Linked DNA regions of Sus scrofa: region 2 is linked to region 1. Evidence: chromatin contacts called from public HiChIP or PLAC-seq data. All regions are on one chromosome and are shown on one strand. Each heading gives the region's core, a stretch centred on a gene start, on an enhancer-like site or on the middle of the called end of the contact. The rest is flanking DNA. Distances are from core to core; before and after follow the strand shown.

What was found. HiChIP or PLAC-seq counts read pairs in DNA pulled down with a chosen protein or histone mark.
Region 2: an H3K27ac HiChIP or PLAC-seq map of alveolar macrophages shows a contact between it and region 1. The contact joins the promoter of DNAJC7 here to the promoter of DHX58 in region 1. A contact is called at or near these places in 8 of 47 Hi-C or Micro-C datasets (alveolar macrophages, blood, embryonic fibroblasts and 5 more) and 2 of 2 datasets of contacts at active chromatin or transcription factors (alveolar macrophages and skeletal muscle).

Annotation. Positions count from the first base shown.
Region 1 is chr12:20,643,551-20,650,076 of Sscrofa11.1, reverse strand. It overlaps DHX58 (DExH-box helicase 58), which reads right to left and starts at 2,324. Exons shown (of 13, transcript NM_001199132.1): 1 at 2,084-2,324; 2 at 1,781-1,949; 3 at 1,371-1,572; 4 at 789-979; 5 at 1-79. The coding sequence starts at 1,948. KAT2A (histone acetyltransferase KAT2A) reads right to left here. Exons shown (of 18, transcript XM_013980960.2): 12 at 4,683-4,793; 13 at 4,291-4,494; 14 at 3,924-4,038; 15 at 3,794-3,830; 16 at 3,640-3,703; 17 at 3,436-3,520; 18 at 2,613-3,311. The coding sequence ends at 3,118.
Region 2 is chr12:20,724,200-20,730,604 of Sscrofa11.1, reverse strand. It overlaps DNAJC7 (dnaJ homolog subfamily C member 7), which reads right to left and starts at 4,668. Exons shown (of 15, transcript XM_003131409.5): 1 at 4,506-4,668. The coding sequence starts at 4,582.

The sequences.
Region 1 (6,526 bases), core at 1,075-3,574:
GCTGCCGGCTGTGCTCCTGCAGCTGGGAGCGGGAGTTCTGGGGTGACATGATGCGCCACGTATCCAGGTTGGCACAGAGCTGGGGCAACAAAGAGGGGTTCACTGGTATGGGGAGGGGGTCCTGTGGGGACAACAGGCAGTGCTTGGGGGCAGGATGGGTCCCACCTGAGGCAGGGCCCTTGTGAGTGAGGATTCATGCATTCACCAAAGAGCTACGGCCCACTCTCTCTGTGCCCAGTGCTACTCTAGTTACTGGGGCTACAGAGCATCTTACACTGGAGTTGGGGAGAGGGATGATAAACAGGTAAGAGAGTAACAGAATGAGAGAGTTGGGGTGGTGTTAACTAGCTCTGAAAAGAATAAAATTGGATGATGTGAAAGAGGGCAGCGCTGCGCAGGGAAGACACTGAAGAGGTGACTTTTCAGTTGTTCCCTGAATGACAAGAAAAGAGCTAAGGAGGTAAAGTGGAGGGTAAGGGCATTCGGGGCCAAAGAAAGGGCAGGTGCAAAGGTCCTGAGATGAGAACCAGTTGGATATGCTCAAGATACAGAGAGAAGGCGGGAGGAGCAGGAGGGAGGGAGGCAGGGGCTGGATCACATGGAACTTTATAAACCCGAAGAGTTGGGAGATCATTCTAAGCGCAACCAGAAGCCTTCTGAGGCTGGCGCTTAGGTGAAGAAGGAGCCCAAACCCTGGCTCAGGAGCCTGAGTAGGGCGGGTGGGCATGGGATAGGGCCAGGCAGGCCAGGGAGGTTTCTGGTGGCAGAGTTCCAGGGGCTGAGCTGACCTGCAGGATGTGGTCAATGGCGCCATCGAGTGTCGAGGCCCTGCCTGTGCCTGGGGAGGCTGTGAGCCCAAGCACCTGCGGCAGTGGCTTCGTCCTCTGGAATTTATGCTTCAGGTACTGGCTCAGGATGATGTTGTAGACGGTGTCTTTGTGTGTGTGGTGACACTCATCCACCACCAGCAGGGAGAAGACTGCAGGAAGGTGGGGGTGGGGGTGGGGTGGGGAGGTTATGACCCGTGTTTGCAAATCCCTTCCTCCCACAAGCTTTGTTTCATGTGGCCCCCAAACTCATGGGAGAATTCCTTCCTCCTTTCACTGCTTGCAGCTGGGCCCAGGGCCAGGCAGCGGCCATTTACCTCCATTTTACAGATTAGTAAACTGAGGCTCAGCTGGGGGAAAGGACTGGCCCAAGATCCTGCATTGTAGACGGGGGTTGGTTTTTAGAAGGTGTCTGCTGCGGTTTCGTGAGCGGGGATCCCTCGTCCCACGAGATGTCCCAAGGCTTTTACTAGAACAGGAGCCCTGGAGTGGGCAGGCAGGGACTTTGGGGGCACACCGTTGCCCGCGGCCCGCGGTCCTCACCGTTGAGCTCCACGTGCTCCTCCTCCTCCTCGCTGGTCAGCGCCTTCTGTAGCAGCTCAGCTGTGCAGATGAGCAGATCATGGCTCCGGGCCAGGTGGCCAAAGCCGGCTCGTGGCCCCATGTCCCCGCTCAGGGTGGTAATGGCCCAGCGTCTGTCCAGCATGCGGCTGAACTCCTCACAATGCTGGGTCACCAGGTGTACCTGGGGGTGGAGAATGAGATGGGGAGAGGAAGCTGGAGCAGGGCCAGGGGCAGGGAAGGCAGGGTGACCCCCAGGACATGGCTCTGGGCTGGAATGGGTGAAAAGACATGTGAGCTTGGAGACGGCCACAGCTGCTCTGGAGTTCTGGAAGATCCTGAGAGGCGCCTGAGGAGTTGAGACCCTGCTGGGGGGCGGGCAGGCCACTTACCCTGTTGACCAGCACAACCACCTTGGCTCCATCCACAGTCTCCAGATGCCTCTTGGCCACATAAGCAGCCGCCCTGGTCTTGCCAGCGCCCGTGGGCAGCCATATGATGATATTCCTGCCCTCCAGAGCGGGCATGATCACCTCCCACTGGTAGGGTCGCAGCTCCATTCTAGGAATGGCAGGGAGCTCAAGACCCCTGGACCCCTCCCAGCCCAGCCTCCCCTCAGCGCCTCTCCCCACTCCCTTTGCCCGGACTCCACCCCCGCCTGAGGGAGGAGAGGGCAGGGCCACGGAGGGACCTACCAGGAACCTTATCTGGGTAGGAGGGGAGGCAGAGGACTAAGGACCACACCTGCTCCCTCAGCGTCTCACTGGCCGCTCTGCGCTCTGCGGGCTTAGCCCAGATGCCGCTGGGCTTGCTGAGAAGGAAATGGAAACTGAAACTGAAGGGAGGAGCTAGCCCAGCAGAGATCAAACTAAGACTCTCCCTTCCCTGCCCCTCCGAAAAAAACTACGAGCTTCAGAAGCAGGGCAGACAGAAAGGCTGCTGCCAGCAAGATACCCTTTCTTCCCTCCCGGGTCCTGTTGGCCCCACCCCCTGGAGAGGGGTCTTCACCGCCCGGCCCCGCCCCGCCCCCGTGAGGGCCGCGGCTGTAACCGATCCCACCCACGTGACGATGCCTGGCCCAGCAGAAGCAAGCAGGGAGACGTGGGGGGCTACGGGCAGGTAGCCATCAGCCCAGGGGTGCGGGGACAGGCGTGAGCCATGCTGGCAGAACGGGCCCTGCCTGCTGAGGCTGGGGATTCCACTGATAAATAATCACACAGAGAAAAAAAAAAAAAGAACTTTATTGTTCCCTCCAAGGGATTAATGCCAAGAAATGAATGGTCCCCATGCCCCCACCCCAGGGGAAAAACAGATCAGTGCAGAATGACGCTCGGCCCCTCCAGTCCAGGTTGAACTTCCAACCCCTGAGGGCCCGTCACTCAAGCGAAAACTGGAAATCCTGCCCTTGAGGAAACAGTGACCTGGGCCAGGCCCGGGCTTCTAAGACGCCATAGCTTAGTGGGGAGACCCGGGCTGGGGGCCACCAGCCACTCTAGAGGGGCTGGGCTCCAGACCCAGAAACCCCTCCCCAAGGTCAGACACAAGGAAGGATGGGACAGAGCTGCAGGCGTGCGGTGCCCCAGGGCCCAGAAAGGCTGCAGGATCGCGGGGTGCAGGGCCCCCGCTGGAGTGTCTCACACCGAGGGGGACCTGGGTAGGGCCACCTCAGGCATCAGATCAGAGCCTGAGACGGAGACTTTACGGGTGGAGGCCACGGTCCAGAGTCAGGCTACTTGTCGATGAGCCCGCCCTCCTTGAGCTTGAAGTAGAAGAACTTCTCCAGGGCGCTGGCGCAGCGGCAGTACTCGCTGTCTGGGGGGTTGTACTCGCGGCAGTTGGCGATGACCCGCTGCAGGTCCGCCACGAAGAGCTTCCGCGTCACGTAGTACCGGCTGCGCAGCCTCTCCGTCATGGTCTTCAGGTCTGGGGCAGCAGGGGACAAGGGCGTGCCTTTCAGAGGCCACATGGCCCAGGACGGAAGGAGCCGGGACGATGCGGGGCGGCGCAGCGAAAAGGGGAGGAAGGGGTTGGACTGGAAGGTCCTCACCGATGGGGAAGCGGATGACCTCGTAGTAGTCTGGGGCCTCCGACTTCTTCACGGGCTCCATGAAGGGCCAGGCACTGGGGTGGGACTGCAAGGAGAGCCAAGCTGGGCCCGGGCCCACGGCGCCCACAACCAGCTGGTGACTGCCCCGCCCCCATCGCAAAGCCAGATATTGGCACAGGGACCCCCAAAAGGGGGTCTGCCCACCTTGATCTGAGCCAGCAGGTTTTTGAGGGTCGTGTAGAGCTGGTCCGGGTCCTTCAGCTCTTTCCTGGGGCGAGAGAGAGGCGAGAGGCGGAGTCTGAGGCTCCTGGTCCCTCCGCCCCCACTCCCTGCTCCTCTCCCTCCGCGCAGCACTCACCCTTTCTCCTTGCCCAGCGGCTTCCAGCCCGTCTCTCCTGCAAAGCAGGGGTGGGGAGAACGCCCCTAAGAATGCCTGTCCCCACCCCCAACAGTGCGCCCCCTCCCCCACCAAGACCCCCGCTGCTCACGAATGCCAGGGACGCTCTCCACAGGGATCTGCCTCACGCCCTCTTTGAAGCAGCTGAGCCCGGGGTAGACCTTCCGGATCTGGGCCTGTTTGCGTTCAATCAGCTTCTTGATGATCTGAGGGAAGGAAGAGTCTGAGGGGCCAACCCCAGCTCCGCAACCACCCTCTCGGGCCACAGTCAGGGCCCCACCACAGACTCCAACAGCCACTCCTCCTACGAGCAAGGATCGCTCCTGGGCCATCCCACTTCACACATGCACATGTGTATGTGCGGTACATGCCCATACCGGTGCTCACTCTCGCGTGCAGGTTCATGAAAAGCCCCATGGAGCGTGCACCTGTGTGAAAGCACGCACACGCGCACACACCTCCTTCTGCTTCTTGATGATGTGGGACAGCTCCGTGTAGGGGATCCGAGGGTTCAGCTCACACTCCATCAGCGTCGCGCCCTCATAGTCCTTGATGTAACCCAGGTAGCGGCTCTTGGGCACCTTGATGTCCTTGGAGAAGCCCTGGAAGGTGGCGAGTTCCCACCGATGCATCAGCAAGGCTTTTCCAACCTGAATCCGCACCTGGGAAGTTTCCCTTGAGAACCCTGCTCCTTCCCGGGGCAGCAGCCAGGGAGGAGAGGCGTGAAGGACGGCTCCGCAGGTGCTGGATGGAGCAGGGGACCCAAGGGACCCCAGTCCACCCACACCAGGGGGCTAGACAGAATGACCCGTCCCCAGGCAGTGGGCACTCGGGGTGAGGCGAGGGTCACCTGCTTTTTGAAGTAGCCAATGGCATACTCGTCGGCGTAGGTGAGGAAGTAGAGGATGTTGTGTTTGATGTGATACTCCTTCAGGTGATTCATCAGGTGAGTCCCATAGCCCTGCGGGGGAGGGAAGCAGGGCTGACAGGGGAGGGGAACAGGGCTGGCGGGGAGGGGGCAGGCCTGCAGCTAGAGACAGGAGGCAGCAGACAGGTTCTTACAGACCTGTTCTCAAGTTAACCCATGAAAGAGCTAAAACACTGAAATTCAGTGGAGCTCCCATCGTGGCGCAGCAGAAACGAATCTGACTAGGAACCATGAGGTTGCGGGTTTTGATCCCTGGCCCTGCTCAGTGAGTTCAGGATCGAGGGTTGCTCTGAGCTGTGGTGTAGGTCACGGATGTGGCTCAGATCCCATATTGCTATGGCTGTGCCATAGGCCGGCGGCTGCAGCTTGGATTAGACCCCTAGCCTGGGAACCTCCATATGCTGAGGGATCAGCCCTAAAAAAGACAATAAGCCAAAAAAAAAAAAAAAAAAAAATCCAAAAAACCCCCTGAAACTCAGCTGTTAGGAAATGTGCCCAAGTCAGGTGACTGGTCACGGGAGGGAGGGCCAGGAGCCAAACCAGGAAGCTGTGGTCCACAGACCACTAGTTCTCAGTCCCTGGGCCTTGGAACTGGGTGGGGGAGGGGGAACTCCACTCATCGCAGCATCTGAACCCCCAGAGACAGTGACTTCTGCACACATCAGGATCAAGGAGGCACCATGCAGACCTGTTCAGATCTGTAAAACTGGACAACTAGGGATCCTACTAGGGGGTCTGTTGTAACAATAAAGGACAGAAACCAGAATTATCACCCACCCAGCTCAGGGCTGTTGTAAAACTTATTAACTCCGCAATGTCAAGTAAAAGTTCTTCTGATGAAGGACATACAGATCCACTCAAAAGTGTTGCTGTAGGAGTTCCCATCATGGTTCAGAGGTTAACGAACCCAACTAGCATCCATGAGGACGGTTCGATCCCTGGCCTCGCTCAGTAAAGGATTTAGCATTGCCGTGAGCTGTGGTGAAAGTTGAAGACTTGGCTTGGATCCTGCATTGCTGCGACTGTGGTGTAGGCCGGCGGCTACAGCTCTGACTGGACCCCTAGCCTGGGAACCTCCATGTGCCATGGGTGCAGCCCCAAAAAAGACAAAAGACAAAAAAAAAAGTGTTACTATAATCTGAAGAGGAGTTCCTGTCGTGGCTCAGTGGTTAATGAATCTGACTAGGAACCATGAGGTTGCAGGTTCGATCCCTGATCCCTGCCCTTGCTCAGTGGGTTAAGGATCCGGCGTTGCCATGAGCTGTGGTATAGGTCACAGACTCAGCTCAGATCCTGTGTTGCTGCAGCTGTGGTGTAGGCCGGTGGGTACAGCTCCGATTTGACCCCTAGCCTGAGAACCTCCATATGTCGTGGGAGTGGCCCGAGAAAAGGCAAAAAAAAATAATAATAAATTAAATAAATCCGAAGAGTTCTTATCACAAAGAAAGAATATTTTTTCTATTCCTTTAATTTTGTATCTATATGAGATGATGGACGTTCACTAAACTTACTGTGGTAATCATTTCAAAACGCATATGACTCAAATCACCATGCTGCACACCCTAAACTCACACAGTCCTATGGGTCAGTTTTACCTCAAAAATACTATGAGGGGAGTTCCCGTCGTGGCGCAGTGGTTAACGAATCCGACTAGAAACCATGAGGTTGCAGGTTCGGTCCCTGCCCTTGTTCAGTGGGTTAACGATCCGGCGTTGCCGTGAGCTGTGGCGTAGGTCGCAGACGCGGCTCGGATCCTGCGTTGCTGT
Region 2 (6,405 bases), core at 3,419-5,918, 78 kb before region 1:
ATGATTTAAAGTAGCAAAGAACAGAGAGACCCTTTCTCGGCACTCTCCTTTTGCTCCAGTAATCATCTGACAATTTTGCCACTTTTTTTTGGTTGCACTCACAGCATGCAGAAGTTCTGGGAGCCAGGGATCAAAGCCAGACCACAGCAGCGATCCACATTAAAGCAGTGACAACACTGGATTTTAACCTGCTGAGCCACTGGGGAACTCTGCCACTTGTTTTTGTTTTGGGTTTTTTTTTTTTTTTTTTTTTTTTTTTTGTCTTTTGTCTTTTTAGGGCTGCACCCGAAGGATATGGAGGTTCCCAGGCTAGGGGTATGCCACAGCCACAGCAACGCCAGATCCGAGCCACATCTGTGACCTACACCACAGGTCCCGGCAACACTGGATCCTTAAACCACCGAGTGAGGCCAGGGATCGAACCCGAATCCTCATGGATCCTAGTCAGGTTCATTAACCACTGAGTCACGACGGGAACTGCTGCCACCTGTTAATATCAGGGTTCAATCGATTAATTTGCCGGTATTCAGGATTCTGTATTCCTAAGTTTATCCCTTCCTTAACCATGACTTAGTTGTCCTGTGTTCCAGTTTTTTATCTCTGATCCTACACTTAAAGTACACCAAAACAAAAATGAAGGCTGAGGGCAGTGTTTCTCACTGATTTGAGTTCCAAGTCAAAGAAAAATTCCCACTCAGCTTGCAGGCTTTGTCTTTTGTATAGCCGTCTGCCCTGGAACTTCAAGAAAAAGTTTAGGGGGACAAAAGTCTAAGAATGTGAAACAGAGGGAGGAAGGAGAGGGGGGGAAATGCACCCCCAGAGCTCTGCAGTTGAAACCTCAAACTCCAAAACATCACAAAAAAAGCTGCAGTAAATAGCAACTACAGTGACCCCCGGATACGAAATCATGGTTCAGTGCTTCCCACCAACAATACGCCTAGAGAAATAAAAGGCAAAACCCAAAAAGAGTTTACAATACCTAAGTACTAAGAAAAGGCCTAATAATTGTTCTTGCTTGTGTCCATCAGGAAAATAGACACTGCGAAGTTAAGACTATCAGCCCAAGGAATCAGGTAAGGCTGCCTGGCTCCTAGGTTGCTGCCACCCCAGCCCCCGACTGCTGCTGGTCCTTTGGGACTTTGCTGTCCAGTCATGCCAGGAGTATGCCGACACAGAAGTGCTTCCTTTATTGATGATCAACTTGAAATCCCTCAATTTTACCATAATAGAGATCTATGGAGACCAAACTGTTCCCCAACCTGGGAAATGGGACAGAGAGCCTTCACTCCAGACAGGTATATATATATCAGGTAAAACAATCAGCAACATTCCAGGAAAATGTAAGGCCTTAAATTAGCTGAAATGTAAAATCTTTGCAATATAGTCCTCTGGCTCCCCAAGCAGTTTCATCTGTTCCGGTGGGCAAAGAGAAATAATAATCTTTGTGTCCAGAACTCAGATCTATTTTGGCACGCCAACTAATGCCTCTTTTATTTTAGCCTCTCAGCTGCTATGAGGGAAAAAGAACTTTGTCAGAGTGACAGGCAGAAAAATGGAAGTCTATTATTTCTTTCTCTCTAGAGACACTAAAGCTAAGGAAATAAAACATGTAGCCATTTAAAATACTACAACCACAAGGTCCAATGTCTTAAAAGCTCCTCTCATTCTGCCCCGTGGGACTGTGACAATTTAGCAGCAGTAGCAGCAGCAGGATGCCCTTGCACAAAGATGCAAGGAAGGACTCTTTGCTGGACTTCACAAAAACAACCCAAGAGACCCATCAACTCCTGTGTCCCCAAGTGAACTGCTAGTAGGACTATAAAAAGAGACACAAACTTGGCCAAATAACTAACCAAGTTGGATGGTAAAGGGCATCCGTAAGAGATGTGTCTATCCCTGCCCTCTGCTGTGACAGCACACGAGGATTCTAGAATATATGAAAAATATAAAATAATCTTCCTCTGAAACTTCTAAGTCAATACTCCATTTTCAGTATTGGAAAGCTACACATAAACAAGACTTTTTCTCACTAACACACCCCAATGTTTACCCTCCTAAGGGTGCCTTATATGGTGGAGAGTCAAAGTGTCAGATTTTTGTTTATTTTCCTTTTGATTTGTTCACATAAACGGTATGTAATATTTATATTTTATCATGTCTCAAAAAGATCTATATAAGTATGTTTAACATATAAGTATTTCATAAGAATGCATTTTTTTCATAGTAAAATTCACAGGTTTTTTCCCTCAGCGGTAGATAAAACAAATGTGCATTTCATAATCAAAGACATCTTAAACTCCATGAAATAAGGCCGTTAGCTCAAGTCAGCACCCTCCCTTATTCTGTTTACTGCTACCAAATACCGTATTTTTTGTGGGTGTGATGTGGGTACATTACAGCATCACCTGTTTTAATTAATTAGTGCCGCTCCCGCAGCAAGAAGTTTGTGGGCTAAGGGTCGAATCAGAGCTGCAACTGCCAGCCTACGCAACAGCCACTCGGAATCCGAGCTGCATCTGTGACCTATACCACAGCTTTCGACAATGCCAGATCCTTAACCCACAGACAGAGGCCAGAGATTGAACCTGCGTCTTCATGGATACTAGTTGGATTCTTAACCTGCTGAGCCACAATAGGAACTCCTGTTTTAAGTTTCTTATGACAGAATATTTTCTAAAGATGTGTGTTTTTGTTTAAAGGAGAAGAATTTGCTTTACATAGGGACTTTGCAGTGAAACTCAAATTAGAGACAGTTCTTATGTCAGAGATTATTTATTTTATTTCATTCTAGTCTCTTTAGGGCTGCACCTGTAGCACATGGAATTCCCAGGCTAAGGGTCGAATTGGAGTTGCAACTGCCAGCCTACACCACAGCCACAGCCACACCAGATTCAACCCACATCTGCGACCTACACCACAGCTCAGGGCAACTCGGAATCCTTAACCCACTGAGCTACGGCCAGGGATGGAACCTGCGTCCTCATGGTTACTAGCTGGGTTTGCTACCCCTGAACCACAATGGGAACTCCATGTCAAAGAGATACATACTGAGCAGAGTGAGTTTACTTTAAATTACTTACAACCCAACTTCCTATTTATAGTACAAACAACCATTGAACTTTTTCCAAACACAAGGTAAATCCTTACAATTAACTTAAGCTCTGTGTATTGGGGGTAGTTGTGCGTCTCGTTTTGTACTTACTTAATGATGCTGATGATGCTTAATTCTAAATACCTGGAAGTAACTGGTTTGTGAAAGCTCAAAACTGAGAGAGACTAGTTGCTCTGGTTTCCTGACGTCTCTGAAATCCCAGGGGCCTACTCCACTTTGTGAGGCTCTTGGCTTCCAAGAGGTCAGGAACTTGGGACACTGACTGCAATAACCATCCTTAAACTTGGTAACTATTCATCTGCCTCCCTGAGCACCCCTTATGTTTCAAACCTGGACAGTAAAAACACACAAACAAACAAACAAAATACCCCTCAGAATCCTGACTGCAGATCTCATGAACTACGCACCACCTGAAACCACCCAGACTGAAGCCATATGGGCTTGATATAAAGATATGCAATAAGTAGGAAGGAGAACGAGGGAACCGTAGTCAATTAAGTTGCGCCTGATAAGGAAAGGGCTCCAAACTTCCAGAACCTTTTCGTGAATTCCGCTCCAGCATTAGGACAAGTATGACTACCCACAACTGTGTTCCAACCCCACTCCAATAACCTGCTTTAGCTGTAGCCAAAACCCAGAGTGTTCTCGAAAACCACTCACTCAGCAGCTCCCTTGGCTAGTCCGGACTGGCAATCTCGAGCCACTGCGGCTGCCCAGCAGCGCCAACAGCGCCCAAGCAGCTGGCCTCCTTCTTGCTGCTTAAGAAATAGTCCTGGGGAAAATGAGGATCTTAGGAAGGACGGAGGGGGACGGGGGGCTGGGCGTGCAGACCATGAGACAAGCCCCTCACCCTTCTTTATCACCTTCAACTTCTAGGGCAACCGAGGGGCCACCAGGTCAATAATGAAGACACACAATCACCTCGGGCCAGACTAGTACTCGCTGGGGTATAACTACGGAGGAAAGGGAGAGAGAAAAGAGGGTTCTGGCGATGCAAAGTGCTGATAGACAACAATGTGCAGAAGTTAGCAAGAGGAGGAGGGGGTCGGGGGCGATGTAAGAAGTCGTCATCACCACTGCGCCGCCTCCCCCACCCCGCAACAAACCTCCCAGATCCCCTCAGAGACCTGGCCTCTGCAATGAGGACGACCTTCCTCTCTGCTGGGGAAACAAGGCCGAGCCTCAGCTCCCCAGCCAGGCGGAAGCTGGAGGGAAGGGCCGACCTCCGAGAGCGCCCCTTCAGGGGGTCCATCCGGACTCGAGCCCAGATTGGGGGGGGGGGGTCTCGGAGGGCGGGGCATCGCCTCGACAGGGGCTGCACCACGGCAAGGACGGGGTTCCCGGAGCCACGGAGCTTAAGCTCGCCCGTTCCCCTACCCTGCCACCCGGTTACCTCTTCGCTTCCTCGTCGTCGAGCAGCTCTGGCCCGGTCGCCGCCATTACCACATCGCACTCCGCGGCAGCCGCCATCTTACCGCCGGGACCAGAGAGCCGGGTGGGAGGCCGGCGGTGAAGAGCACTTCCGGTCGGACCATCGAGCAGCTCGGCGGCGCTGCGCCCAGAGGGGTTCCCTCGGGCCCGTCTACCAGCGAGAGGCTCTGCTTGGGGCCAGAGCGGCCTCCCGCCCTCGGAGGTCCACGGTGGTCTCCGCCCTGGGGCGGGGACCCAGAGACGGTTCCTGTGCGTAGGGGGCGCCACTTTACCCTTGGGTCGGACGAGGGATACAGGCTGCTGTCTCCTCTCTAGGCTTTGGCTTTTCTCAGTATTCTGAGAGCCTCGTTGCCATAACAACTTCCAATCCTAGAGAGTCTCCCGTGAGGCTCGGAGAGTCGGACTGGGTAGGGATCCTGTGACCTGGAGGGAAAGAGCCCCCCCCCCCCACTACTATCTTTTCGACCTTGAGAGTGTGTCCACAGCTTCCTTCACGAAAGGAAAGAAGAGACACTTTGAGTCCTTCTTCCCCAGCGTTCATCGGCCCCTAGAAGCCCTGCCCAACCAAGCCAGAGGAACGCAGGGCGTCTTCACACCGCGCCTTTCATCCCCTCTGGATCTCCAAGCACCAACTGGTTCATCACCCTAATGACGCTGACCCTTTGATGAGGCTGCTTTCATGTCAGCCTCCGGGAGTGCCATCTCAGCATTAAACCTAGGGAGGGTGGCATGGGGCCCCAGACTCTGCTCTGGAGTTTATAAGGCAGCTCACGGGGTGAGGTCCCTTCTCCACAGTGTCCCCATTGCTCTCAACCCTTATGTAAACTCCCTGCTCAGCACGCTTGTCTTGTCAAATGCAGTCTGGATCGGGAACTCAGAGAGGGCAAGGACACAGCCTGATCATCTTTTTAGCAACTCCCTTCACTCAAACCAATAATATTTGTGGCCTTGAATTGTATTGGGGTTTCCTGAGGTTAAATTGGGGGAGTTTGAAGTTAAAAATTAAAGTTAACCGGTACTGGAGTTCCCGTCGTGGCTCAGCAGAAACGAATCTGACTAGCATCCATGAGGACACAGGTTCCATCCCTGGCCTTGCTCAGTGGATTAAGGATCTGGCGTTGCCCTGAGCTGTGGTGTAGGTCGCAGAGGTGGCTCAGATCTGGCGTTGCTGTGGCTGTGGTGTAGGTTCCCTAGCCTGGAAACCTCCATATGCTGTGGGTGCGGCCCTAAAAAAAGATTAAAAAAAAAATTAGAGTTAATGGATACTAAAATAAGAGGGGCTCAAGGGAATTTAAAAAGGATTTATCCCCCTTCTTCAGTAAAACAGTCTGTGCCATTGTTGGTAAGTTGCCTGCATGGCCCCTGCCTATCACAGTGCTGAGGAAGCTAAATCACACCTAGCACCTGGGGAACAGAGGATGGGAGAGGCTCAGGTTTTTGGAAGAGAAAAGTCGTTCATCCAGCCAGTCATTCAGCAGCCCTCTCTAAAGTGCCTACTTTTTGCTAGGTTGGGAAGGCACAGACTCGGACCACCTGCCCCATTTGCCAGTGGCTTGGCAGCCTACAGTCTAATGCAGAAGGCCATCTGTCTTTAAGTATCTTCCAAATTTGTGTTCTCTGAATCTAAGATTCCCCATATATCTCCAAGTCTTACTGATTCTCTTACCAAATGTCTCCCCAGTCTAACTCCTTTCCATCCCAGTTCAGGCTCTCATCATTAAAAAGCAAAACAGGAGTTCCCGTTGTAGCGCAGTGGTTAACGAATCCGACTAGGAACCATGAGATTGCGGGTTCGATCCCTGCCCTTGCTCAGTGGGTTAATGATCCAGCGTTGCCGTGAGCTGTGGTGTAGGTCGCAGATG